Regions from separate parts of the Sus scrofa genome. Here region 1 is linked to region 2. A link is a contact called in public Hi-C data. All regions are on one chromosome and are shown on one strand. The core of a region is the stretch at or near the end of the contact, and the rest is flanking DNA. Distances in the headings are between cores, read along the strand shown.

The links. A called contact is a pair of places that touch in the nucleus more often than the background predicts.
Region 1: a Hi-C map of liver shows a contact between it and region 2, with 4 times the contacts expected there. The contact joins the promoter of CEND1 here to the promoter of EPS8L2 in region 2. A contact is called at or near these places in 3 of 5 promoter capture datasets (fetal liver, fetal skeletal muscle and liver), 8 of 47 Hi-C or Micro-C datasets (blood, fetal liver, heart right ventricle and 2 more) and 2 of 2 datasets of contacts at active chromatin or transcription factors (alveolar macrophages and skeletal muscle).

Annotation. Positions count from the first base shown.
Region 1 is chr2:485,390-491,894 of Sscrofa11.1, reverse strand. CEND1 (cell cycle exit and neuronal differentiation 1) reads left to right here and starts at 1,314. Exons shown (of 2, transcript NM_213866.1): 1 at 1,314-1,330; 2 at 2,578-4,078. The coding sequence starts at 2,675. The coding sequence ends at 3,097. SLC25A22 (mitochondrial glutamate carrier 1) reads left to right here. Exons shown (of 10, transcript XM_003122398.5): 10 at 1-607.
Region 2 is chr2:431,366-437,142 of Sscrofa11.1, reverse strand. It overlaps EPS8L2 (epidermal growth factor receptor kinase substrate 8-like protein 2), which reads right to left and starts at 1,886. Exons shown (of 21, transcript XM_021082563.1): 1 at 1,721-1,886. It overlaps TMEM80 (transmembrane protein 80), which reads right to left. Exons shown (of 5, transcript NM_001244431.1): 3 at 5,452-5,545; 4 at 5,278-5,370; 5 at 3,610-4,486. The coding sequence ends at 4,281.

The DNA.
Region 1 (6,505 bases), core at 65-2,564, 55 kb before region 2:
GCCTAGGCTCCCCACTGACCCCGTCCAGGAAGTCATTGCTGCAGCCCGGCCTCTCCTGCTGCACCTTTGGCAGACACCCCCCCCCCAATCCAGGGCTGGGCATGGGGGAGGGCAGTCACGAGGACCAGTATGGAGCCTGAGGGCATTTGCTCTGCTCGCAGGGGCACCAGGAGCTGTCCCTTCAGTCTCCCCAGGGCCCACTCTGCTCTCTGGGCCTCTGCACAAGGCCCCCGACCACACTTAGTAAAACTCTGCCCTCCCAGCCCCCACCCCCCCTTGATGTTGTGAGTCGAGGCAGGCTCCCTGCCCTGCCCCGCCCCCAGCCACGTGATCGTGTTGGTGATTGATGCTGACGTGCTGGTGCTGTGTCCCCCACCCGGGCCCCTCTTCAGTGGCCCCTTCCTGGAGACACTACCTGGGGCTCAGGCCTGGGCCCCCAGTTCACGGTTGTTCCTGGGAGCTGCTCTCCCGCTACATCTGTACCTTGGAAGCTGCCGCTGCTGCTTACAGAATTCTATTTTTTCTTTCGAAGAGTTTTAAGAAGTTGTAACTTTTTGTGTCTGGTCATGTAAGGAGATAAATAAATATTCTACGTAGATGCCTCTAATCTGAGACTTTGTTTGGGGTGAGGAAGGGACAGGCAGCCCCCTCTTCCAGTAACTGGGTGTCCCCCCGCCCCAGGTCGTCTGCCGCCCACGGATCCGCCCTTGGGCCTGGAACGAGTCTTCCGGACTCCCTCGCGATCTGGGCTGGGGGTGTGGGGAAGCCAGGCTCAGCTGCTCACCTTCCTGACCCTGAGCCGCCCTTGGGATCAAAAGTGGTGCTGGAAGGAGTTGCGGTTGTGGTTAGGCGGTTAATGAACCCGGCTAGCATCCGTGAGGACGCGGGTTCGATCCCTGGCCCGGCTCAGTGGGTTGGGGATCTGGCATTGCCGTGAGCTGTGGTGTAGGCTCGGATCCAGCGTTGCTGTGGCTCTGGTGTAGGCCTGTGGCTACATCTCTGATTGGACCCCTAGCCTGGGAACCTCCATATGCTGCGGGAGCGGCCCTAGGAAAGGCAAAAAGACAAAAAAAAAAAAAAAAAAAAAAAAAGGTGGTGCTGGGTTTGGAGGCTGTAGAGGTCCCGGCCAGCCCGGGGCGCTGTGGCGGCCAAGAGCAGGAGGGCGGAGCCAGTGCTCAGGAGGTCTCCGCCCCGCAGTCTGCGTCGGGAGCAGTGCCTTGTGGGAAACTCCTAGTCCTTAACATCCGCAGCCCCTGTCCGCCGCCCTCCGTGGTCCCGCAGAGAGGCAGAGAGGGCGCTGCGCCGAGGTGGGAGCGCCGGGAGCAGCAGCGTAAGGCGGTGGGGAATCCCGGCTCAGGGTCTGGGGCGGGATGGGGGCACTGGGCCCCTGCAGGACGAAGCGGTCCTTCTCTGCTATGAAGGTCACGGGGGTGGGGGGCGGCGCTTTAGGCCCTTGCCCTCTGGGGCACGAAGGTCTGGAGGGGGAGGGGCAGCCGCGTGACGTCAGTATGAGCCCCAAATAACAAAGGTGAGGGAGGTGGAGGGCACACCTGACCTTTGCAAACTTGCTGCTCAGCAGCTGGGTGCCCTTCCAGAACAGCAGGGTGAGGGCAGCTGGGGTCCTCTGGGAAGCGGAATAGCAGCCAAGCGTCTCACTGGGACCCCCCTCATCACGCTGTGACCTTCAGGTGACCTTCATTGCCGTAGTGTCCTTGTCTTAGTTGGGAAAGCCGGGCTGCCGCCTCCCACACAGGCTCCTTCTCCCTGCGGGTGGCGGTGGAAGCGTCTCTACCTCCCTGGGGAGCAGCAGACACAGCTGGGGGCCAGGCCTCCGGGGAAGGAAGACCAGGGCACGGGTCCTCCTGCCGCCCCCCGCCCCCCGCCCCGCCCGAGGATCTGGGCCCGGTTTCAGGGCTGCTGAGGCTGACAGGCATACCCAGCCTGGGCTCACACCAGGGGGTCCCTGCTGCCCCCAGAGGCAGGCACAGCCTCAGCTCCAGAAGGACTCCTGCTCTTACGTGGCAGGGCGAGGCCAGGCTGGGGGGCAGGAGGCACAGGCCTGCTGCTGCTGCACCTGGGCTTTCCCAGCCTCCTGGGCAGACGCCTTGGCTTTGTCACAGCCGGGGCCTGGCAGCCTTGGACCCATTCCTATACCACCAGGGCCTGCAAGCCCAGAACTCTGGGTGCCCACGCTGCCCTGCCCCCCTGGGACCCAGCTCCCTCCTGAGACGTCACCTCTCCCCTGGCTCCCCTGCCCGCAAGCGCGTCTCGGGGCTCATGGGCTCTCCCCCCCATCAGGACCTCCCCGCCCAGGGCCAGTGTGGTGGACGCAGCCACATGTGGGCAAGACCACTTCATAGATGAGGGAAATGAGGCTTCCTGCGGTCGCATCTGCCCCCTGGCCCAAGGCAGGCCCAGAGCCCCTGCCTGTGTGCTTGGAGGGGCTTCTCAGGCGGTGGTCCAGACGGAGGAAGAGGCGGGTCCAGAGAGAGAAGTAGAGTCTCTGCAGGGCCAGGGGCGGGGGGCTGGACAGGAGGGGCCAGGTCTCCACTTAAGCCTCATCGCATCTCCCTCCAGGCCATAGAATGCCCAGGGCCTCGCTGTCCTGAGCGGTCCTGATCCAGACGCCTGCCCGTCCCGCACACGCCTCGCCGCCGCCGCCAGCGTGCCCGCCATGGAGTCCAGAGGGAGGTCGGCCAACAGCCCCAAGGCCGACGCCAAGGCTACCACTGAGGCCAGGGCGCCCCCGGCTGTGGATGGGAAAGTGCCCTCAGCCAAGAAGCAGGAGGCCCAAAAGGCAGAGAAGCAGGAGCCCCCGGCGGCCCCCACCCTGCCACCTGCCAAGAAGACCTCGGCCCTTCTCGACAACCACAGCAACCTGAAGCCGGCGCCCGCAGCCCCCAGTAGCCCAGATGCAGCCCCCGAGCCCAAGGGCCCTGGGGATGGGGCTGAGGAGGCCGAGGCCCCCAGCGGGGGCCCAGGGGGCCGAGGTCCCTGCCCTTTTGAGAACTTGAACCCCTTGCTTGTGGCCGGGGGCATAGCCATGGCGGCTGCAGCCCTGATTCTCGGTGTGGTTTTCCTGGCCCGAAAAAAATGATGGCTGGCGCCCAGGTAGGGCGCAGCAGCTGCTTCGTGTACAGACCTCGGGAACCTTGTGCATGCCAAGTTCACACCCAGCTAGCTACACACGCGTAGTATCTATACTCGTACACACCCACACACACAGAGGGAAAGCGAGGGACAGGCCCCCAGAGCCCTGGAGATCAAGCCCCTGGGTCGGTCCCGGTACCTCCCCCTCCGAACCTCGGGGCAGAAGGAACCCCGGCTCGGAGGTTACTGAGCAGCACGGGCAGAGGCTCAGTCTGGACCAGGAAGGAGTGGACACAAGTGCCAGGCTGTTCCAAGAGGCTCGAGCGTGGGCCTGTGGGCTCCCTCGCAGCAGCGTTCTGACGAGCCCCCAGGGTGGGAGCCCTCAGGGCTGGGCAAGGGTCTGGGACGGGTTCTGACCTGTTCCCAGCCCGCACGGGGACATTAAAGGGATGGCTGTCTCACTCTCCCCATTTCTGCGCCTTGCTTGCAGCTGTGGTGGGGGCGGGGGGGGTGTCCATCTGGTGGGCCTGCTGGCCTCGCTTCCACCCACCTGCCTGGTCGCCTGAGCCCTGGCTGGGTGGACAGACGGCCCAAAGCCCGGTGCCGGGAGGGGCTCCCAAAGTTTCCTTCTGGCGGCCCCTCATTTCCTCCTTGACCCCTTCCCCATCCTGTGGCAATTGCCCTGGGGGCAGCTGTGCCTGCCCAGCCCCCAGACGGCCCCTCCCGCCTCCGCCTCTGCAGCGCCCTGGAGTCTAACAGGCGCCTAAATGCGATTAATGCAGGTGTAGAACCTTCAGCCTGTCTGCCCTGCGACGGTGCCTGGCGAACCCTCTCTCCCGCAGCGTCCGCTCCCGCCTGGCCCGTGGTGGGGGGTGGTGTGCACTCTCTGGAGGTGGCAGTGGGCCCTGTGGGAGCCCGACGTGCCCTTGCTTGGAGCCCTGGGCCTGAGTGGAGGCTGCGTCTGAAATAAACTCCTCTGTTACCTGAAGGCTGGGCTGGCCTCCTCACCAGCGCATGGCCAGCAGAGGCAGGGGCTGCCCTTGGCGGGGAGGGGTCATGTGTCCACCCTGAGGGCTTTCTGGGGAGGAGCAGGGATCGCCAGGGACTCACTCACCAGCCCCTCCTGCCACCTCCATGCCCTTATCCTGGTGGGCTCTACCCACAACCCCCCCCCAGGCTCTGCCCTCCCCACGCGGCCGGGACCTCCTCCTGGCCCTGACCCTAGACGGACACCCAGGCCGGCAGGACCTATCCCAGGCTGAGGTCCAGCTGGCCTGGGGCCACATGGCAGGGCAGGGGACCTTGCTCCTCAGGCTGGCCTCTCCGGCTGGGGATTCTTCCCATGCTGCTCTGCACCCCGCATCCCTGGGAGGTGGAGGTTGCTGCGCGGACGGGGTCCCCCCATCACCTTCCACTGCAGCGGCCTGGGCCCGTGCTGGCCGGAGTCCACCTGGGGGAGTCGTCAGGATGTGGACTTGGGGGCAGCAAGGGCCTCTGGGCTCCAGAAATGCTCCTATGGCTTGTCACCCTGGGCCGTGCCCCCACAGGCTCCCTTGAGCTGGGGGGGCCGGACTTGCCCCTCTTTTCTGGGTGCCCATCCTTCCTGAGTGGCACAGCCCACCTGTGCCCCCTTGCCTCAGGCCCGGACAAATCCAGAGCGCTTCCTTGGGGTGAACAGAGTCAAGTCAGATGGGCCGCTTTGCCCTACCCCCCACCCCTCCTCTGAGGCGCCCGAGCTCCGGGCCCGCAGAGTAGGTGGCTGCTGCCCACACCTGCAGCCTCCAGTCCACCTGTCCCTCCCCTGCGTCCTGCCAGCCCGGGCCCTGTCCAGCCGTTCTCTCTGTTGCGCCTTCAATGCATTTTCGGGGACTTGGGGGGGGCGGCGCTGACGGTGGGCTCCAGCCTCTTCAGCTCAACGCCCAGGCCTCGGTCCTCTCCACCCGCGAGGCTGCCTCACGTTATTTCTCGATTCTCTGGCGGAGGGTGTCCAGGAGTCCCTGCGTGGCGCAGCGGGTAAGGGTGCGGCGGCGTCATCGCAGCAGCTTCGGTCGCTGCCGTGGCACAGGTTCCATCTGTGGCCCGGGAAGGGCCACAGGTCACGGGCTCAGGCGAAAAACAAGGATGATGGTTTGTTCCAGTTTTGCAACTTTAGCCAAAGCAGTCACGAGCTTCGTGTCCTAGCGGTGTGTCCTGCGTGTCTCTGGGCATCCCGCGTGCCCTCTGTCTTGCGTTGGCTTTACTGTAAGGAGTACATTCCACACAGTTGGCCACCTGATCGTAGCTTCAGGGGACGCAGGTCTCTGGCGTGAGGCACGTTCCCCTCGCTGTGCTGTCATTTACCATCCGCCTCTGGAAACTGCTCACCTTCCCAGACTGACTCGCTGGCCCCGCAAACCCCCTCCCCTCCCCCAGCCCTGCCCCACCGTCCTGGCGTCCTTGCAGTCTCTCTGAATGTGACACTTCTCGGGACTGGACGTGAGGCGATTACCTGGCATCTGTCCTCCTGTGACCAGCCCATCTCACCGAGCACCGTGTCCCCGAGGGCCATCCTGTCACAGCCGAGTCAGCTGCCGCTGCTGTGAACGCAGGTGTGGCCACACCCTGAGACCCTGCCCGCACTTCTTTCGGGGACACGCCCGGAGGTGGGATGGCTGGGCCCCGGAGAGCATCTTCAAGGCTGCTGCTCCATCTCGGGCCGTGGGGTGGCCTGAGGGCAGCACTCCCCTCGCCCGGAGAACGCCCTGGAGGTTGCAGAGCCTGCCTGGCGGGGGAAGCTGGCATGTCACATGGTTTCTGTTTGTGCTGAGCCAACGGCTGCTCCTCACTAGGTTCTTGGCCGTCTGGGCCTTTTTGCTTTTTGTGATTGTTCCTGCTGGGGCCATCTGTCAGTTTTCCTGTTGAGGGACCCTCCTCCTCATTCACTGGCTGCATTTCCTTATGTGTTTTGTGTCCCAAGCCTTTGCCAAATGGCACTCATCTTCATTTGGTGGCGGGCTCGCCTCTCAGTCTGTTTCCGTTTCCCACTCGTGGCACTGTCCCCCTTGCCCAGCAAGCTTCTGGAATCGCGGTGAGAGCCTGTGCTCCCTTGCTCTGCTCTAATCCTCTCGGCCTTTACTTAGGCCTCGAACCCATCCGGCCCTTAGGTTTTGTGCGGAGCAAGCTAGAGAGCGCGTACTCTTTCCTTCCCAGCAGGTCGGCTGGCCTAGAATCGGGAAGCGGACGGTCCCCTCAAGCCTGTGGTGACTTTGTCTCCTGTTGTCCCTTTCCACACAGCCAGGGCCTGCCTGCAGCGTCCACACACCCTCTCCCTGGGAAAGTTGGTACTGCGTAGCGGAGGTTCCGCTGGGCCCCGTGTGGGTTTTCTGATGTTCGGCTTCTGGTTCACAGTGTCCCGAAGTGCGAGCAGCGTGAGGAT
Region 2 (5,777 bases), core at 637-3,136:
TTTGACCAGGTATAACCTGCAGAAAAGTCTCCCAGGAGGTGCGAGGGTCCGAGGGGCTTCAGGCCACCCCCTCCCACATGCCACGGAGGGTCCTGGGCTTGGCCGGATTCCTCTGTCCACCTGCCCGTGGAGAATGTCCGGAATGCTCCTGACCTCAGCAGGCGAGCCTGTGGGTTTGCTTAATGGGATTCCTGGCAGCTGAGCCAAGGGTGCTGGGCACGTGTGTCCGGACACACACACGCACACACCCAGGTGAAACCCAGGCCTGTGAGCACACGGTCACTAGGTTGTCACACTCGGGCCTCCCTTTGGGGGGGGCTGAGGCCTTCAGCTCTGTGGGGTGGGTGGGGTGCCTCGGGGCCAGCCAGGGAGGTGGGTCCAGGCTGGGCACCTGGTTGGGGAGCAGCTGGGGCGGGGCCGCTCCAGCTGCTCCAGCGGGGAGCAGAGGGGCTTCTTCAGCTGACCAGGGAGGGAATGAAACAGGCCCCAGAGCCCAGCCGCGCTCTGTTTTGCTGTGGCCATTTTCCGGGTGCCGAGGGAGGGGCGAGCATGGTGCCTGGTCAGCCATCGGAGGGGGAGGAGGCCCTAGTGGGGCAGGGAGGGCGGAGGGACCAGCTCCAAGTTCAAATTCCAGCTCACAGCTGAGTGCCCTTGGGGAGGAGTCAGCTTCAGGCCCAGGGGAGCCAGGTGGGGCCCGGGAATAGGGGGAGCCCTTCAGGCTCCGGCTGTGCCCAGGTCTGGGAAGCTGTGGGTGGGGAGCAGGCGGGCCCCGAGCGTGCACTTGGGAGACCGAGGCAGGCAGAGAGCTGGGCGGAGCGCTGAGCTGGGGCTGCACCAGGCAAGGGCCAGGAGAGGCCCAGGCGGGCAGGGCCTGGGGGGGGAGGGGCAGAACGGCGAGCAGAGGCGGCACCAGTTGGGCCGGGCCTCCCAGCACAGCTGGCGCCCACTACATCTGGGGTGGGGGCAGAGGTGGTCCGTGGCGCACTGGAGGAGCACCAGGAGCCCTGCTTACTCACTTCCCCTGCCACCAGGGCCACCTCATGCCCAGGGGCTGCCCGAGGCCAGCCCAGCCCTGCCCAGGTTGGAGGCACACAGGCCCCTGCAGCTCAGCCCCCACCTGCCTCCTCCCTGAAACTCCCACACCCCAACCTTGACCGAGAGCCTGACCCCAGCCTGAGGCTTTCCTGGCCCTGCATTTCCTCCTGGCTCTGAGACCCAGGAAGCAGGCTGGCGCCCCTTAAGGGTCTGGCCCCAAAGGAGCCCCCAGGCTGCCACTGCAAGGTGTGGGGCTGGAGTCTTTGAAGGGCAGGAGCAGGACCCTCTCATCGCGGCCTCCCCCAAAGGAGAGGAGGGGGTTCCCCCACCGAGCCCCAGGGCTGGGAAGACCTGACTGACTCAGATGCCACTGGCGTACAAACATCCCCAGCGCACGGCGCCGCCCCAGGACCGGCCGGGGCAGGCCAGGCCGCAGGGACCCGGCTCCAGGCCACCAGTCCAGGGCAGTCCAACGGGCCCGGCGCAATCCTTGCGCCCCGGCCTGGCCTACAGACCCAGGCCACAGCCCCGCGTCGCACTGCCACCTGGGGAAACTGAGGCGGGAGCGGCCCACCGTCCGTGCCCTCGGCTCCCCTGTCGCTCCAGCTCTCTCTCTCTCTCGCGCGCGCGCGGGCGCCAGGCGGGGTCGGGCCGCGCTGGGTCTGGGACACCGAGGGGCGCTCACCTGCTCCTCGTGGCCCTGCGCCTGGCCGCCCGCTGGTCCCCTCCTCCGCGCTCCGTCCGCCGGTCTGTCGGGGCCGAGCTCGGGAGGCGGGAGGGCCGCGCGGAGGAGCCGGGGCGGGGCGCAGGGAGGAACCTGAGCGGCAGGTTAGAGTCACCGCGCGCCGGCGGGCACTGGGCAGGGGCGGGGGCGGGACGTGGCTGCCCCGCCCTCACCCGGGCTCGCCCGGACGGTCCCCACAGCCACCTGCGCAGACCCCAAACCTGGAGCCGGGCGCCTTGGACGCGTGGGCGGGCCGGGGAGCCCGTCCCTCGCAGCTCGAAGGGGTGCCCAGGCCCACGGCGCACCGGGCGCTGAGATCCTTCGGTGGCAGGCGAGCTGTGCGCCCCGAGGGGTGGTGTGGACCCTGCGGAGGTCAGACCTGCCCCTGCCAGGTGTGGCCCAGGCTCAGGTGCCCCAGGACCTGGGGCAGAGCCCATCCTCTCCAGCTGGGGCCTCTCTGGTCTGGAGGCAGCGCTAGGGCCAGGCTTCAGTCAAGTGAGAATCAAAGGCAGGGCCAGAGACCCTGCAGCCCTCGTTGAGCTCGCCAGGAGGGCCCAGGGGCGCGCACTCTGCTCCACCCAGGAGCCCCCGAAGTCTCTTTCTTTGTGTTGCCCCAGCCCAGCGTGGGCACCTTCCAAGGGCTGGTGTTTCCCATGGGGGTGGGGGGGACACCTGTGGCCTCCGCCTACCTGTGGCGAGAGGCAGCCAGAAGGCGCTCTGGGCAGCAACTTCTCCTTAGGCCAAGCCCTGAGCTCTGCCCCCAGTCCTAAGCTTCCTCCTGAACTGACCCCCACGAGGGCCCTGACAATCAAACTGGGTGAAGAGGAAGAGAAGGGGCAGAGGGCAGGCTGGGCGGTGGTGGGCAGCCCCAGGGACTCCAAGGCTCAGGCCATTGTTTTGGGGGTGGGCGGGGGCAGAAAAGGCTGTGCCGGGAAGCAGGGTCCCTCCAGGAAGCACGGGGCAGCTGCTGGTCGCCTGGCGCTGGTTGCCGGCCCTTCCTGGTAGCCCCTGGAGGCTCTCTCTGTCTTAGAAGGTTGGAGGCCCTGCCCCTTCCCACGTCACTGGGACTCCGGGGGCAGGTCTTCCCACCGCTGCTGTCTGGGGTGTCACAGGGGAGCTTGTACAGGGGGGCAGGAAGCAGCCTTTGTCCTTGGGCCCAGCCCTCCCCCAGCCAGGCCTGGCTTCCTGGTTCGCTCCCTGACAACCGGGAGGGTAGGCGCACGGCCCGCCCTTGCCCTCCCTGGAGACTGAGCCTGGACGGGCGAAAGGTGGGAAGGCGCACGGAATCAACGTGATGGTTGCCAGAGCAGGAGAACTGACCCCCTCGAGGATGCGGCTGGGGGCCTGGAGGCCCAGGCTGCTTGGCGGCCGCCCTGAGTGTGGGGCTTAGACGGTGGCAAGGGCCTGGTCCGGATCCTGAGGCAGGTTACGAACCCCGAGGGCAACAGGCATCTTGCCGCCCAGGTCTGCGGGGGAGGGGGCCCCAAAGACAGCAGGTGCACCCACCCCAGCCTCCCCCCACTCACCGTGGTGCCCGTTGGCGGCAGGCAGGGTGCGGAGCTCTGCCGAATGCCCAGCGAGGGTAAGCAGGAGGGCGCCCCCACCTCGCCTCCAGGCCACAGGTGTGCATGGGTCCCGAGCCAAAGGCGACTGAGCAGGGAGCTCTCATGCTCCCACTCGCCCCCCCCGCCCCCCACGGAGGACACCACTGATGCCCCTGAGGCCAGGGTGAGGAAGCACTACTACGCGGGGCTGTGGGTGAGGCGGGATGGGGCCTGCCGGGCACGGGCCGGTGCTCCGACGTTCTGAGGGAGACCCCTGGAGGAGGTGAGGGCTTTAGGTGGGAGCAATTCAGGGAAGGATAAACGCTTTATTTAAAAACTACAGTGAAGAGAAAATGTCTAGATATTCAAACACGGTATTATTCCAAACACAGAAAATGTACAACTGAAACAAATGAAAGTTGCCAGAAAACATCAGCTCAGGTTTCTTCCAGAGGCACTGGAGTGGGTCTGTGAGTGGGCAAAGGTCCCCCTGGCGAAGTCCCCGGTGCCCAGGGCCAACGTCCTGCTGAGGGAGGCGCTCTGTCCCCTGGGCACTGGCGCTTCAAGCTCGCCTTTCCTGTGTCCCCGGGGGGAAGAAGCCCTGGCTCTCTGGCATTACTCTCTCGTGGAAGAGGCAGAGCAGCGTCTGCCCGGGGCTCGTCCCCGGCCCCTCGCTGCCTTCCGGCCCAGGGGGCAGGGCGGTTGCTGAATGGAGGTCCTGCCAGCCAAGCGGGGCCTGCGCTTCCTGAGGAGGACGCCCGGGCAGTCCCGGCTTCCGCTGGGCCCCCGCCTGCCCCAGCATTTTGCTCTGCCCTGGCTCCTGAGCCCATCTCCGCCTCAAGGACTCAGAGATCACCCAAGCCGCCAGGCCCTCCAAGGTCATGGCGCATCAGCAGAAGGACGCCCTCCCCCTGGGCAACGGCTGGCAGGCCGTCTCACCCTCAGGAAGGGCTCCTGGCCGGGGCTGCCGCAGGGGCCTAGCTGACAAAGCCGGCGATGGCCACCACCTGCAGGACGGCCTCCAGGCCATGGAGCACCAGGAGCGTGGCGCCAAGGACCCAGTCTGCCCGCAGCACCAGGGTCTGCCAGAGCAGGAAGTAGATGGCCAGCAGGGTGCCGCCCACAGTCAGGACCAGGCTGGCGGCCAGCGGCACCTCGGCCTCCGTCAGGTTGCCCTTGGTGCCTGGAGAGAACAGACAGGACGGGTGAGTGCTGCCTTTGGGAGCCTGTGCTGGCGAGGGCTCTGGAGACTTGACCGGGGGACCAGGGCCAGCTCACTAGCACCCCACGACACTCGAGGACTTCCACGGAAAAGCTGCTGTGGCCACCGCGCGGGCTCTGAGCGTGTCAGAAGGCAAATGCAAGGAGGAGCGTGTTGTCTGTACTGAGGCTGTAACATTCCTGATTTTTTCTAAGCGCACCCCCGGCAGAGGGAGGTTCCCAGGCCAGGGGTCCAATCGGAGCTGCAGCCGCCGGCCTACACCACAGCCACAGCCACGTGGGGTCTGAGCCGCGTCTGCGACCTACACCGCAGCTCATGGCAACGCCGGATCCTTAACCCACTGAGCGAGGCCAGGGATCGAACCCTCATCCTCATGGATCCCTAATGGGGTTTGTGTCTGCGCCACGATGGGGCCTCCCCAGATCCTTCTCCTCTTGACCCTGCGGCCAACAGAAGAGGCAGGAGGAGTGAGGTGACTCTCTGGGGGCTCCAGAGTTGATGGCGGAGCTGCGGTCTAGTCTTGGTGCTGCCCGTTACCCGGCAGCATGTACACACGGGAAGCACCTCCGCCAAGGATGCTGCCGAGACTGTCTTGTGGACAAAGAGGGACAGACAGACGGAAAGACCCTGTGAGGCGAGGCTACATCACGTGTTTCTAAGAACCGTGTTCCAAGTGACAGATGCTTAAAGGTTCACACGTAAAGCTGGCGATCCTGTCGCTCCAAGTGCCACGTGCTTTTCAGAGAACTCACCGAGGTACAGCCGCGTTGCTTCCAGAATCCCCATCAGGAAGAGCAGAGTCAGGTCAAGGACCAGGAAGCCGTGAGGATAGGTGAAAACTTGGCCTGAGAACAATGGGAGACCGAGCTCCCGTCACGGGAGGCAGGGCACCCGCACCCCGAGCTGGCTTTTCGAGCGTGACTTACTTTTATACGCGATCAGCAGGAGCGTGGCCAGGAAGTAAAGAGAGTAACACGCCCCACTCAGATGGAGCAGCGCCTGCAGAGGGAGCGACGAGAGCTGGCCGGCAGTTAAGGACTCTAGCCCAGCTGACAACCCTGCCCAGGGGCCCACCTTGGGGCCGGACAACAGGCCATGCGGACACACAGGTCAGGCTCCGGGGCTGGCTCCCCCCAGGGGGTGTCCTGGCTTCGAGCACAGCCCCAGCTCGCTGGCTTCCACAGGGGCACGCCTCAACCGGTCCCAGTTATGACCATGGAGAGAAAAAAGCGGCTTTTTGGAGTTCCCAAGG